2 separate regions of the Mus musculus genome follow, and region 2 is linked to region 1. A link is a contact called in public HiChIP or PLAC-seq data. All regions are on one chromosome and are shown on one strand. The core of a region is the stretch at or near the end of the contact, and the rest is flanking DNA. Distances in the headings are between cores, read along the strand shown. Region 1 overlaps Skap1 (src family associated phosphoprotein 1). Region 2 overlaps Copz2 (coatomer protein complex, subunit zeta 2).

The links. HiChIP or PLAC-seq counts read pairs in DNA pulled down with a chosen protein or histone mark.
Region 2: an H3K4me3 HiChIP or PLAC-seq map of stem cell-derived neural progenitor cells shows a contact between it and region 1, with 36 read pairs. The contact joins two enhancer-like sites. A contact is called at or near these places in 1 of 39 promoter capture datasets (embryonic stem cells), 3 of 15 datasets of contacts at CTCF or cohesin (the NIH/3T3 cell line, embryonic stem cells and large pre-B cells), 5 of 484 Hi-C or Micro-C datasets (the HPC-7 cell line and embryonic stem cells), 5 of 115 datasets of contacts at active chromatin or transcription factors (embryonic stem cells and stem cell-derived neural progenitor cells) and 4 of 9 other capture datasets (adipose tissue, embryonic stem cells, liver and 1 more).

What each region holds. Positions count from the first base shown.
Region 1 is chr11:96,707,884-96,714,702 of GRCm38.p6, reverse strand. It overlaps Skap1 (src family associated phosphoprotein 1), which reads right to left. Exons shown (of 12, transcript NM_001177899.1): 7 at 6,013-6,137; 8 at 3,780-3,843; 9 at 1,501-1,686. Among named protein-coding and RNA genes, the nearest start is that of Snx11, 66 kb to the left of the region's middle. Within about 2 kb of position 1,257, at least 21 of the 459 cell types and tissues checked have an H3K27ac peak or open chromatin away from gene starts, as enhancers often do. A contact at or near this core is called in stem cell-derived neural progenitor cells, where this site is marked.
Region 2 is chr11:96,858,926-96,865,496 of GRCm38.p6, reverse strand. It overlaps Copz2 (coatomer protein complex, subunit zeta 2), which reads right to left. Exons shown (of 9, transcript NM_019877.2): 9 at 4,294-4,634. The coding sequence ends at 4,587. It overlaps Gm11523 (a long non-coding RNA gene), which reads left to right. Exons shown (of 4, transcript XR_880183.2): 3 at 1,392-1,664; 4 at 1,926-3,055. Among named protein-coding and RNA genes, the nearest start is that of Mir152, 12 kb to the right of the region's middle. Within about 2 kb of position 3,401, at least 187 of the 459 cell types and tissues checked have an H3K27ac peak or open chromatin away from gene starts, as enhancers often do. A contact at or near this core is called in stem cell-derived neural progenitor cells, where this site is marked.

The DNA of each region.
Region 1 (6,819 bases), core at 8-2,507:
CTGCACCCTGCTGTTGCAATGGCACAGGCTGTGGAGGAAGATTCTCGGAGGAGCTCTGTTTTAATGTAGCAATTTGATTCAATTTTCCACTCTATAAAATTACCCATCACCGCTCGTTGCTTCCTAACAGACACCTTCACTCTTAATTTAACAATCCTATCGAATTCTGCCAGGGAAATTGGAAAAATTTATCACCTGTGAAATTTTATTTTCCTTTGGTTGTATCTGTTTTTGTAAAACTTCATTAACGACGATGACTTGCTGAGGAAATTATCATTTTTTTTTTAACTTCAGACACAAGAAATGGCTCGACCTCAACCAAGATATCATTTGCATAATAAAACACAACAACAACAACAACAACAACAACCACCACCACCGCCGCCGCCGCCAGGGGAAGTGGAGTCTGGCAGAGGCTGGAGGACTGAGGAGGATTGAACACTTCTTGGTGGGGCTTTGAGGACACACAGACTTGCAACTTGACTCAGAGAGCAATGACGTCGCTTGTCTCTCAGGCAAGAGACAAATAGGGAATACCTACTTAAGAAGGCTGGGTCCTCCTCTTAGGAAGCCTTGAGATGCAATTATTTACTGATAATGCTTTTAGCAAGGGGCCCTGTCTTCTGGGGCCTAAGTGTTGGGTTCACCTTAGTTTCCAGGTTCATCTGGGATGCAGGCTTAAATTGCTATAAATTTTGGCTTAATTTGAATTTCTTAGCAGAGTACTAAACTCCTGGCAAATTTCCACAGGAGCGCTTCCTGAATGGACTTGAAGATTCAGCTTTCCCATTGTCTAAATACCTCACAATTAAAAGGCTCAGGCTCCGGCTTTCCAGTCTGACCCCCACTGTGTTCTGTACTGTTCACCAGCTGCTGGATTCCCACCAGAAGTGGCTCTGCGGGAACAGTGATGACTGTGCGTTTTCTGAGATGCTAGTGAGCCTGCCTTGTGAAGGGGAGGGCTCCAGAGTCAACCGGCCCCAGCACGGGGAGAGGCGAGGCAGGGTAGGCTTACTCTGAGGAGATGAGATTTGACTCTGGGCGATGATGAGGTGTGTTCTATCAGAGTTTTACTGTATCAAGACCATTGTTGGCATCTGCACAATCCAGACTTTGGAAATCCTCCGTACCTTTGAGACAATGCTTTATCCTTCTCCAGATTCTACAGAAAGTAAGCCAGGGCTAGAGAGTTATGAGAACGCACCCCCAAACTCACAGCTAGCCAATGAGAAACAGAGGGAGTGGTCTCTAGCCTTTAACCTTCATGGCTCAAGAACAAGTGACGTCACGTCACGTGGTACCGCTGAAAGAGGATTTCATCTTGTTCCCAGAACAAGGCAGAGTCACCGGGCTTTTTACACCATCTCCTTCAGACAGTGAACCTTGAATAGGGATAACTTTGGGGGCTGTTTCGTTCTTTCGCATGTCAAGAGTTTTTTGTTTTTGTTGTTGTTTTTCTGAGCAGCAGGAGGTGGGTAGTTAGCCGGTGATGTATCTTACCTGGTAGGACTTCATAAATGTCCTCCTCTTTCTCAGTAGGCTCAGGCAAGGCCATGGCTCTGCACTGGGAGCCAGACCTTGGGGAGTCAAAGCCATCGACGTCATTGTACATTTCTTCCTCTTCTTTCTCTTCTTCCTCCTCTTCCTCCTCCTCCTCTTCGAAGGGAATGGTTAAGGAGCTAAGATCTGCAGCGGGAGCAAAGATAAGAATGAATAAAGATAGAAAAAAAAAGAAGTATAGGAAAGGAGGAGGTGAGAGAGGAGGAGGGATGAGAATAAAACATGTCAGGAGAAAATGAAACACTAGGTTAAGGGCTGTTATTTCTAATGCGGGCCTCAGTGGCAGGAAATCTACAGAAAAGGCCAGCCCGTCACTGCATCAGGTTTAACCCACCAACATAAATCCTCCCTGGCAATAAAACGTGGTCAGGATGAAGCAGCCCAGAAAAGTATGGGTATGGGAACGGAAACGCAAGGTGAAAGGAAGAAAATAGGCCAGGCGAGGCATTGCCTGTGTCCTATGCTCTGCTCGCCAAGCAGAAAACCGGATCGGTGAGCGATGGCTCCAAGTTGGCCAGGGTGACAGAGCCCAGGCAATATGGCGGAGTCTGAGCTCTCAGACGTTCATTTCCCGGTGGTCTCACTGTGGAATTCAGACAAATTTGTTCGTGGAGAGGGAAGAAAAACAAATGAGGAAAAGCAGCAGAAGAAAAGAAATGGGGGCACGGGAAAACACAACCGTGGTGTGACCAGACGGAATGGCCAAACAGCACAGTTACCATGTCCTTTTGCGGCCTGGATGACCTCAAAGTGGGTCACTGAGGAGGGGGTGTTCAGCCATTACCGCACTGGTGAGCACCAGGGCGGGGAGAAAGATTGGTTTCAATTCTGATAGGGGGATGGGAAGCTTGTTCTCTGCCTTCAGTGTGCTCCCGGAACCCCCACCCCCACCCCCACCCCACCACCGAGGGGCCGCTGCAGGACCCAGCGAGCACACTGAGCATACTCTGGGGACAGGAAGGATGGAGAGACAGGAACGGTTCATTTCGAAGCACAATAAAACTGCTTGGCTTGATTAGGCTTTTAATAAAGATTTCCCAACAAATTTCATCTGAATTCCGGCGACTTCATAGGAGGAAAGGATCAAAGGCACATTTGCGGCTGAAACCATATGTTATTATTTTGTTTGTTTTAAAATAAAATGGAATGAATAATTTCTTCAATGTGAGATTCTGAAAGTACCACAGGGTACAGCTCAATAAAGCTGCTTTGAGTTTTATTGAGGTTTATACACTTAGGGGTATATTACACGCATAAATCCTAGGCACCTAGATGAGAGTGTACCCTGTAGCCTCACCATCAACGCCCGTGTCTGCCTAGCTCCAGCCTATTATATGGGATGCTGCTGGTGCACGCAGTAGTTTGTTTTTGTGATAGCAGAGGTATAACTGAGGAAAAGAGGCAATTCTTGTAATTAAGGCTGGGGCGCTTTCTTCTTTTTTATCCACCATAAAATCTTACGGCAGAATAATAAACCGTGATGAGAAAGCTTGGTGTTTTTAGGTGGATTGTGTTTCTCCTTGAGACATGGGCCACGTACGGAGTTGGTGTTCTTGCATCTTACTGAGGCTCGTATGATGGTGTATGAAGGTCCTCTTAGGCCAAATCTACCTGTTTGGTCACTCTCAGGGGAAGGCTTCCTGGGCCATTGTGGCTGCTGCACCAGGCCTTCTGGCTGGCCAGCAGAGGGTACTCTAAGAACAGCCTTTAACCTCTTCAGGCAGGGCTCTTGCCATTCCCAAGGCAAGGTACATTTTATTGTGGCTTGGGAAACGACCATTTATTTTTAATGTCCAGTGTCCCTGACAGCCACCTAGATGAGTTTAAAACTCAACTTTTTAACAGAAAGGGAAAACAGGAGAGGAAGGACTTGGATCTCAATGACATGACGATTACTATGCAGGATTACCTTTGCAGATAAAAGGGGTGAAGTGGGGAGAGGACACTTAGCTAAGCAGCTTTCTGAATCTTTCCCAAATGACGATTAGTGGCTTGTCTACATGGTGTCAGTGGGTGAGCTATGACATCAGAGGTGACCTGACGCCTTTTCTTCCCATTCTTACAGGATACTATTTGTTGTTATATTTAAAGGCCACGTAGGGTAGGTAAGAGAGCCAGGAAAAAAACACTTAGAGAAACTTTTAGCTTAAACTCTCAAAATACAACTTCACCTGCCAGCCCACTCCCATAGCATGTAGTTTTGAAGTGGTGCCTCTTACCTTTTAACAAGAAACTTATTTGATCCACCCAGTCTCTGGCTTCAGCTGGACTAGAAGCTGTAAACTAGAGAAAAACAAGAGGATCAATGTATCCATCACAAAAAGTGCTCACGACTCCTGCTAGATAGACTCAAAGGAACCTGAGTATCAGAATAAGAGGCTCCGAGTTTCTGAGTTTCAGAATTGAGCTCGGTGCTCAGAGTTCTCTGTTTTCTTATCATTCAGAAAACAAACAAACAAACAAAACCACCAAGACACCTCACACAGCCGCGCTGTGCCTTCAGCAATTTCACACACCAGAGAGAACAGCTCTTTAAGTCGAGATGTTGATGTCCATGTATACCCACTCACTCGATTACGTCTTTATCATGGATTTGTTGGGGAAAAGTTTATAGAAAGAGAAGCAAAGTGCCATAGATGTGAGACTAGAATACTACAAGGGAGAGGTCTTTGGCAGCAGGGAGATTTGTTTTTCTTTTCTTTTTTAAAGATTTTAGCTGGGCGTGGTAGCGCAAGCCTTTAATCCCAGCACTTGGGAGGCAGAGGCAGGTGGATTTCTGAGTTCGAGGCCTGCCTGGTCTACAAAGTGAGTTCCAGGACAGCCAGGGCTACAGAGAAACTCTGTCTTGAAAAACCAAAAAAAAAAAAAAAATAAGATTTTTATTTATTTTATGTATATGAACACACTGTAGCTGTCCTCAGACACACCAGAAGAGGGCATTGGATCCCATTACAGATGGTTGTGAGCCACCTTGTGGTTGCTGGGAATTGAACTCAGGACCTCTGGAAGGGCAATCAGTGCTCTTAACTGCTGAGCCACGTGAGCACGAGAACATCAGGTGTGAGGCCTATGAGCAGATGAGATGGGCTGAAGTCCAAGCACAGGTAGGGAGCAGAGGCACTGGCAGGAAGGCTCTGACTAGACTTAAAATGTAGGCGACAGGAAGCCACGTCCAGTTCCAGCAAAGACTGTGGGTATTTCAATAGCTGTGGCTAGGAAGGGTTTGAATGGGGGTGTCTGGAGATTAGAGACCAATTAGGAAGCTGTTTAAGTAGCCCGCTGGGTGAAGTGACAGGAACTTAGCTATTGCAATGACTTTGGGATTAAATAAGGAGAGGAAGAAAAGGCCAAAGGAAGGCTCCACGGCCCAGAGGGATGGTTTGGATTCAATGGGCCAAAGACAGGCATCGGGCATCAAAACAGACCGCATTCTGATTCACCAAACAGAGCAGTCAAGCACTAAGCCTTTGTAATTTTAAAAATGAATCAACTTGAAATAAAAGAACATTTTAACTCTATGGTCATTAGGGTTTGATAAAGGTTCATGGTGCATAAGAAATGTAGGCTCATGGATTCTCCTCTCTCTCTCTCTCTCTCCCTCTCTCTCTCTCTCTCTCTCTGCGCATCACAAGCAAGTATATATATTCTTTGTATGCATGCAGAGGCCAGGGGAGGGCGCTGATGGTTTCCTCTTTCCCTATCCCCTTTGAGGCAGAGTCTCTCCTTGAACATTGAGCTCCTGTTTTTGTTTTTTTGTTTTTGGCTCAGCTGGCACTCAGCAGGCCCCAGCAATCCCTTGGTCTCTCTTCCCCACTGTGCTTGAGACCCTACTCGTTATATGGGCTGTGGATTTGAACTCAGGTTTTCATCTGAATCATCTCTCCAACATACTCATAGTTTCTGAAAAACCACCCAGTTCTATAAAGTGTTTCTAGGGGACACTGGTTTGAGCTTTCTCACATAAAACTTTTATCTGGACATGTATTTTATCTGGATAAATATTATAATTTAATAATAAAAACAACTTCGAAACATGCTGAGATATAATGAAAACATGGAAAACATTTTCACTCTGTAGTTAAAGATTATTTTGGATTTCATGGAAGGACTTCAGGGTGACAGAACGGGGACTGTAGCTGTGGAATCAGTGTGTGTGTAAAGAACTGGACTGTGGGTTGCAATAAGCAAGAATCTCACCTTGTGGGCTGAGACTGGGAAGAATGGAGAGGGGTAAAGTCACGAAAGACAAGTAAAGGCGGCATCTAGGAAGAGCGTACGTAGCAAAAGACGAGAGGAGAAGGCATTGCGCAGCAAAGGAAGGAGCAGGAGGGCAGGTGGGGAGAAATGAGCGGGTAGCACAGCAGGCGGAGTCCACCATAGCCCCAGCCACTGTGGCTCACAAGCAGCAGCAAGGAAAATGCTGGGCTTTCGAGGATCGTGAGGATGGCTTACCTCATAGCTGCGCCTATCCTGGGAGATCAGTTCAAAGCAGGATTCTTTCTTGGAATCTTTTCGCAGGTGAGGGGCCATCCGGACACTGTAGCCCTTAATGAGGAAGGTCCCTTTGGGCTGCTTGCCTGCAAAACAGCAAAGCTCCCTGTGTCTCTTGAGAGACACAACGGCTAAGGGAAGGCATCTTTTCTGGGATGGAAAATAAAAAGCGCGAAACAGCTGTTGCATCCTCGAGGAAGCACGATTGTCTAAGAAAGGTTATTAGGGAAGCTTGGGAAGAGGCTACTGCCATAGGCAGGCAGAGGTCAGCACCAAGCAGGGGAAATCCAACATAAAAGGTTATTTTACCCAAAGTGTGCAAGAGAGATGGGGAATGCATTAGAATGTTAAAGAGATCTGTAATAACAGAAAGCAGGAGTTATTACAGCAGAGAAAGCCTGTGCATGTGGGGCTCCTGAAAGCTATTACAGAGCCCAGCCCTTATTATCAGGACCAGCAGAGCTCACTTTCAAGGAGGGGCGTGGCAGCACAGCTGGGTGATGTTAGGTCCTGGAATCTCCTTCCACACCTGAACCTCAAAAGCCCGCCCCCTCCCCTGAGGGTCAGGTGGGAATTTATGCTAGAGGAAGAAAGGTTCAAACGTAGTCCTGGAGATAAACTGGGAAATAACCAAGTAGTGTTTGTATCTTGAGAGGATGAGGAAGGTGACAGAGAGACCTCAAACGAAGCAAAGGAGACACCACACTGCCTGTCACTTCCATTGGCAGGGGTCGGGGAAGCCCAGCATTTATTCCAAAACAAAAGACA
Region 2 (6,571 bases), core at 2,152-4,651, 150 kb before region 1:
AGCCTGCCCCCCCCCCAATGCTTTTTAAAAAGATTTATTTATTTATTTATTTATTTAGAGTGCATATTTGTATGCACCCCAGAAGAGGGCATTGGACCCCATTACAGATGGTTGTGAGTCACCATGTGGTTGCTGGGAATGAGTACTGAGCTATCTCTCCAGCTCCCTACTAGGGCCAAAAGAATTTTATTTTTTTATTTTTATTTTTTTGGTTTTTCAAGACAGGGTTTCTCTGTGTAGCCCTGGCTGTCCTGGAACTCACTCTGTAGACCAGGCTGGCCTCGAACTCAGAAATCCGCCTGCCTCTGCCTCCCCAGTGCTGGGATTAAAGGCATACGCCACCACCGCCCAGCAAGAATTTTAAAGTTAGTATTATGACCAATATATTTTTTTCCCCACCGAACAGCCTGTGCGGGGGGGGGGGGGCACGCTCACCTGCATGTCTAAGGTCTACCCCCTCACCACCAGTCTTGCCTCCTTAGGTTCTCATCTAAGATGAAGGAGAGATTGGAAACTAGAACAGGACCATTCAAGTGATGGGAGAATATAATTTGGCAACCACTTGTTCAACTTTTTTGTTGAAAATACTTACTAAAAAGAACACACAGCCTGGCATGGTGGTGCATGCCTTTAATCCCAGCACTTGGGAGGCAGAGGAAGGAGGATTTCTGAGTTCGAGGCCAGCCTGGTCTACAGAGTGAGTTCCAGGACAGCCAGGGATACACAGAGAAATCCTGTCTCAAAAAACCAAAAAAACCAAAACCAAAACAAAAAAACAGAAAAACCAAAACCAAAACAACAACAAAACCAAACACCCCCCACAAACCAACCACACACATCTTGTGCTTTAAACCTGAATTCCCATCATACTCAGAAGAAGGTTTGAATTTTTAAAAAAGACTTATTTATGTATGTATATGAGTGCTCTTTGAATGTGGCTGCATAACAGAAGAGGACATCGTATCCTGTTATATATCTATATATAGAATATATATATATGGTCGTGAGCCACCCCGTGATTGCTGGGAATTGAGCTCAGGACCTTCAGAAGAGCAGCCAGTTCTCTTAACAGCTGAGCCATCTCTCCAGCTTGAGAGCTGATTTTTAAAGCTGCGTATACCTGGACATATGCCTTAAATCTAATCCCTTCTATGGCCTCTCCACGCCAACCCCACTGCTGTCCCTAGTTCCTCTCTGTGCCTGGCTCATCGCAGACACCTAAATATGTGAATACACTGACCCAGGTTGGGAGGAAAGTGAAGCTGAGTTGTGCACAGCAAATTATTCCCCTCGCCAGGGTTCCCATTAAAGAGCTCTACTGTACTAAGAGCTCAGAACTAATTCCTCCCCATAATCTAATAACAGTTTCTGCTTTACTTATTTTGAGACAGGCGCTGTTTTGCTATGTAGTCCAGAATAGCATCAAATTCGTGGCTCTCTTCCTGTCTCAGCCTCCAGAAAGCACATCGCTTCACAGTGTGTTTCAAAGAGGTTGAGGGCAAAGAAACTCGGACCTTTGGGCAGGCTGCTCTGCCCATTTCTCTCTCCAGGCCTGGCTGGCTCTACCAATGTTTGAGGCCCTGAGAAGAGCACGGGTGTCGCCTCCCACTCCTCCTGACAGCCGACAATGATCCAGTCACAGGGAGCCATCCATCAGTGTCGGGGTGAGAACCAATCCCACATGCCCTGCCTTTCTTGCCAGCCAATTGGAGGAAAGCAGGAGGAGCGTGCCTCTGTGTGTGTGTGTGTGTGTGTGTGTGTGTGTGTGTGTGTGTGTGTGTGTGTGTGTGGTGTGTGTTGTGTCTGGCACGTCCCTGTAATAAGTTAACAAGTTCTTGAGTTTGTATTTCCTCCTGTGCCCTCGGGCTGGGTGAGCCCACATTCCTGAGGTCTTGATTTCTGATCCGGTTCTTACTCTGTTGCAGGGAAAAGAGTGGCCCTAAGGATCCTTTCCCGCACACTCTTCGAAGCTGCTGGGTGCGATGGGCAAGACAAGGAAGGATGCCAGGGGTGGGCAGACTCGGGAAGGCAAGCCCTGGCTCAGAACTGCGGACGCCCTTCCCGAAATCCCTCAGGCTCCGGCCAGTGGCCACGATGATGAGGCTCTCATCTCGGAAAAGCTGGTGCAGCGGCCAGGGCTCCGGGCTGTCAGCCAGGCCTGCTGTCTAGGCGGCTCCACCTGGATGCAGAAAGCGAGGGGGGCAGGGAGACGCAATAGCCAGAAGACTGGACCTGCAGACTTGGGGTCATCACCACTATGGGAGCTCAGCTCAACGCAACCCCCCAGTCGCTGCTTTGCTAATCCCTCCCTATGGGATCAGGGTAGTAGCCTTTAGCCATAGCAAGTCAAGGAACACTTTCTTGTTACCTTTAACCATCTGTAGCCTAGGCTGGTCTCAAACACAGTAAATAGTTAGAAAATGACTTTCAACTTCTGATTCTCCAGCCTCCACCTCTCAAGAGACGAGATTATAGGCTTGTGTGTTCCACACCCTGTGAGGACCAAGTGCGAGTAAGGAATTCAGATATTGTAGTATAATGAGGAGTTTTCTATCCCCTATCGAGCGGAAGCTGCGATATACTTGTATATTCGAAACTTTCAGGGTCTCGGTGTATCCCTTAATAGAATGTGGACAGTATCGTGTAGTTCAGAGAGTTGTGTGAGCCAGCCTTCCTGGAGCTCCTAGCTTCTGCCTGATGCTTCCCATTCCCGTCCTCGCACAACTGAAATTGCAGGACCAAGTCAGGTCAGGCCGGGTTGCCAGGAGGCAGTTTACTCCTCCGGGCCTTGGCTCCATCCATGGTGGAGCCAAGTGCTACGGGTGGCTGAATATTTGAGAAATAATCCAAAGAATGTCTTTTCCGTCACCACACTGGCCCCTGAACTGCACAATTTTATTGTGCCACCTTCCCCCTCTCTCAGGATTGCCTTTTTGCAACTCTGGGCTGTGTGCACAGCGACTCTAGAAAGACACTATAGTAAGCGTTTACAATGAGTAGATAATCATCCCCGTATCTTCGTAGAGTTCTCTAATTACAGACGTAGTCAAATTCAGTATAAATATCTGTTTTGTTTTGTTTTGTTTTGTTTTGTTTTGAGATAGTGTCTCACGCAACCTAGGCTGATCTCCCACACTCACGGCCTGGAAATGACAACCACCGGGACAGGCTTTTATTAAGATCCAAGGCTCACCACTATTTTTATTACGGCGGCTGCCAAAAAGCTCTGCGTTGGGAGAGAAGTCGCGGGAAGTCACGCGTGATGGTTGCCAGGGCAACGCACTGGCTCTGGTGTCAGAGATCAGTGAGAAACACCGGGAGGAGGGTCGGTTCCACCTCAGGGGCGGAGTTATCGAGGCCCAGGACCCTGAGGTGTGCCCGTAGTACCTCCAGGTGGCGCTCTAGGACCACGGATGTGGTGAGGGGGCGGAGCTTCCTGCTGCGCGATGCTCCTGTGAGAGGCGGGGCCGGGGCGGAGCGTGGGAGCCGCTGAAAACCTCCAGGGATCCAAGAAGATGACACCCCACGCTGCCAAAGAAGAGTCCGCGGCGTGGAGACGCCGAAAGCGTATGGGTCACAGGAAAAACCGAGAGAAAGTTCAGAGATTGGGACTAGGGTAGGAAGGGGGTTCGGGATGCTCAGAAAGTTTATTCATCTCCATCCTTGAGATGTGTCGCCGTGAATCTCCTTCCGTCTGTCGCCTCTCTAGACACCCCTGTCCGTCCCTCCCCCGACCCCCGTCCTTCGCCTCCTCGTAGGTACACGGATGCTCTACACACACGCGCAGTGGCCACCACTCGGTGCCTTCTCGCCCCCAGATAGAGACAGCAAATTATAGAGCTCTACTGCCCAGGATCTATGCCAAGATAAGAATTCCGCGGTCCCAGGCGCGCCAAGAAAAATAGCCAAACAGTTCCTGGGTTTGTCAGAGTAAGCCTGACTCCCTTCCTTTCTGGAGCCTAGAATGGAAAAAACGACTCAAGGAATCCCTAGCGGAGCCTCCCTGTGGGTACTGCACAGACAAAATGGAGAAGCCATCTTCACTCTCCTTTTCCTGGAAGAATATTATTCCTGTTACTATGACTCTTACCATGCCACACCGTCGTGTTTAACCGCTCAACTACTCATGCAACACCAGGGTATCAGTGTTGCACCCCTCGTGTTAAACACAACCCTTTCCCTTGACCCACTCTGACCTCATTCACAGGTGTAGTGTACACGCGCACGTACACCACACACACACACACACACACACACACACACACACACACTTCAAAGTCAAGAAAGGAGGTCTTTGGGGGGGAAAAATGTAAGTTTATTAAGGCCTAGGACTGAGGATGTCAGAGGTCCGAGGGGAGGCAACTTTGCTGGTTCCCATGGCCCCAAGGCCAGGTTAGGATGCTGAGTAGGGGTGAGGGAGCTGGGGTCAAGCTTTTGCGTCTCAGAATCCCTGGCAGGAGACCTCAGGGATCAGTTCTGAGAGAGGCCTGAGAAGGCAGAGTGGTCTCTCTTGCGTCTTGAGATCTTGGGGCTTACGCGGGGACTGGCAAAAGTTCTCTGGGGAAGGAGCCTTGATTCCAAGGTCTTCATTTCAATAGCGACCATTTAATCTGTTCCTTGGCTGACTGAAGAACCTGAAGTGAGAGTAGGAGGTTGGGAGAAATATTTGAGAATGTCAGTGATTGGAGGTCGACAAGGGCGCCTCTCCAGCCCTGGCCACTAGATGGCAGCAGCTTGCCTCTTCTTTAATGAGATGAGGTTTTGGAGGCTAGGGCAGGTCCAGAGGGCTGCAACCCAGCTGGCTGCCTCCCAAGCCTGTCCAACTGTGGGTGAGGCGGTAGCCCCTGCCTCCCCTAAGCCATATCAGGCCACAGTAATAGTGCCTCCTCACCGCGCCATCAGGCAGGCAGAGACTGGGCCCAGGCTCAACCACGCCTGTGCTCAGACACTTGACACCGTAATAAACTTGTGATGCTGGTTTTGATGGGGTGTGTTCTCAGCACCCCATCCCATTTGCTGATGTGACAAAGCTGTCAGGTGTGTGTATGTGTGTGTGCTCCTACTACCAAGAAAAAACATCTCAGTCCAGTGTGTGCCCGTATCTGTGCCAATGTGCACACGTGATGCCAACACATGAGGGGGGACTCGGGATACTCAGACTGTCTCTCTGGGCATAAAGCCTCCTCCAAAATGTCCACCCCGCACTGTGTATGTCCTCCTCTCTTGGAATCTCCCTCTTTGCTGGGGACAGTGAAGTTCTTGAATCTCTGCTAAGGAACCTCTCTCTCTCCACGTTTCATTTTGTGTCCCTATAACTTTTGTGTTTCTTTAAGATTTCCACTAATCCTCATGTGTGGTGCCTATAATTTCAGGCCCTGGGAATATGAGGCAGGAGAGATAAGGGCTTCAAGGCCAGCCTGGGCTACATAACAAGGCCCTACCAGTCTTTATTTGTTGCTTGCTCATTTAGAAAGAGAGGAATTGTTTCCTGAGGATGTACAACTTAATTTTCCAGGTTTGGCAGCATGGCCAATCATGTAATTAATATAACTCTACCAGGTAAATTCTATTCTAGAGCCCTAGAGGTGCTGAGTAACTTGCCATTCAGTTTTTGTTGGCAAAGTAAAAGCTTAGGATGACTCAAATGAATACTAGGGGGTGGGAGTAGCAGTAGTGGTTTGGTTTTGTTTTGGTTTTGGTTTTGGTTTTTCGAGACAGGGTTTCTCTGTGTAGCCTTGGCTGTCCTGGAACTCGCTCTGTAGCCCAGGCTGGCCTCGAACTTAGAAATTCACCTGCCTCTGCCTCTCGAGTGCTGGAATTAAAGTGTTCTACCACTGTCTGGCTTGTGTTTGGTTTTGAAACAGTCTCGTTCTTTGATGCCCCAGCCTCCAAACTGGAAGCGCTGCATCAGGAGCATGCACTGCCCCACCATGCGGTGAAGTGCCTGGAGCCACACCCAGGGCTTCGCCTCCCATTCCAGCTGTGTTCTCTCTCTCTCTCTCTCTCTCTCTCTCTCTCTCTCTCTCTCTCTCTCTCTCTCTCTCTTTTTCCCGAGACAGGGTTTCTGTGTAGCCCTGGCTGTCCTGGAACTCACTCTGTAGACCAGGCTGGCCTAGAACTCAGAAATCCGCCTGCCTCTGCCTCCCGAGTGCTGGGATTAAAGGCGTGCGCCACCCCGCCCGGCTTGTATTCTTCTCTTTTAACTTTGTATGTGCATAGGTGTTTTGTCTGTCTGTATGTCTGCTTACCACATGTGTGCCTGGTGCCTGCAGAAGACACCAGTATTCCCTAGAACTAGTGTTACAAATGGTTGTGAGCCACCATGTGTATGCTTGGAATTGAACCCGGGTCCTCTGCAAGAGCAGTGAGTGCTCGTAACCACTGAGCCATGCAGTTAGCCCTCCCCAGCTGTTCTTCTCTTCTCTGCTCATCAACACTCCCCTTATAGAATGTTTAATATGGGGCTGGAGAGGTGGCTCAGTGGTTAAGAGCACTGGCTGCTCTTCCAGAGGTCCTGAGTTCAATTCCCAGCAACCACATGGCGGCTCACAACCATCTGTAATAGGATCTG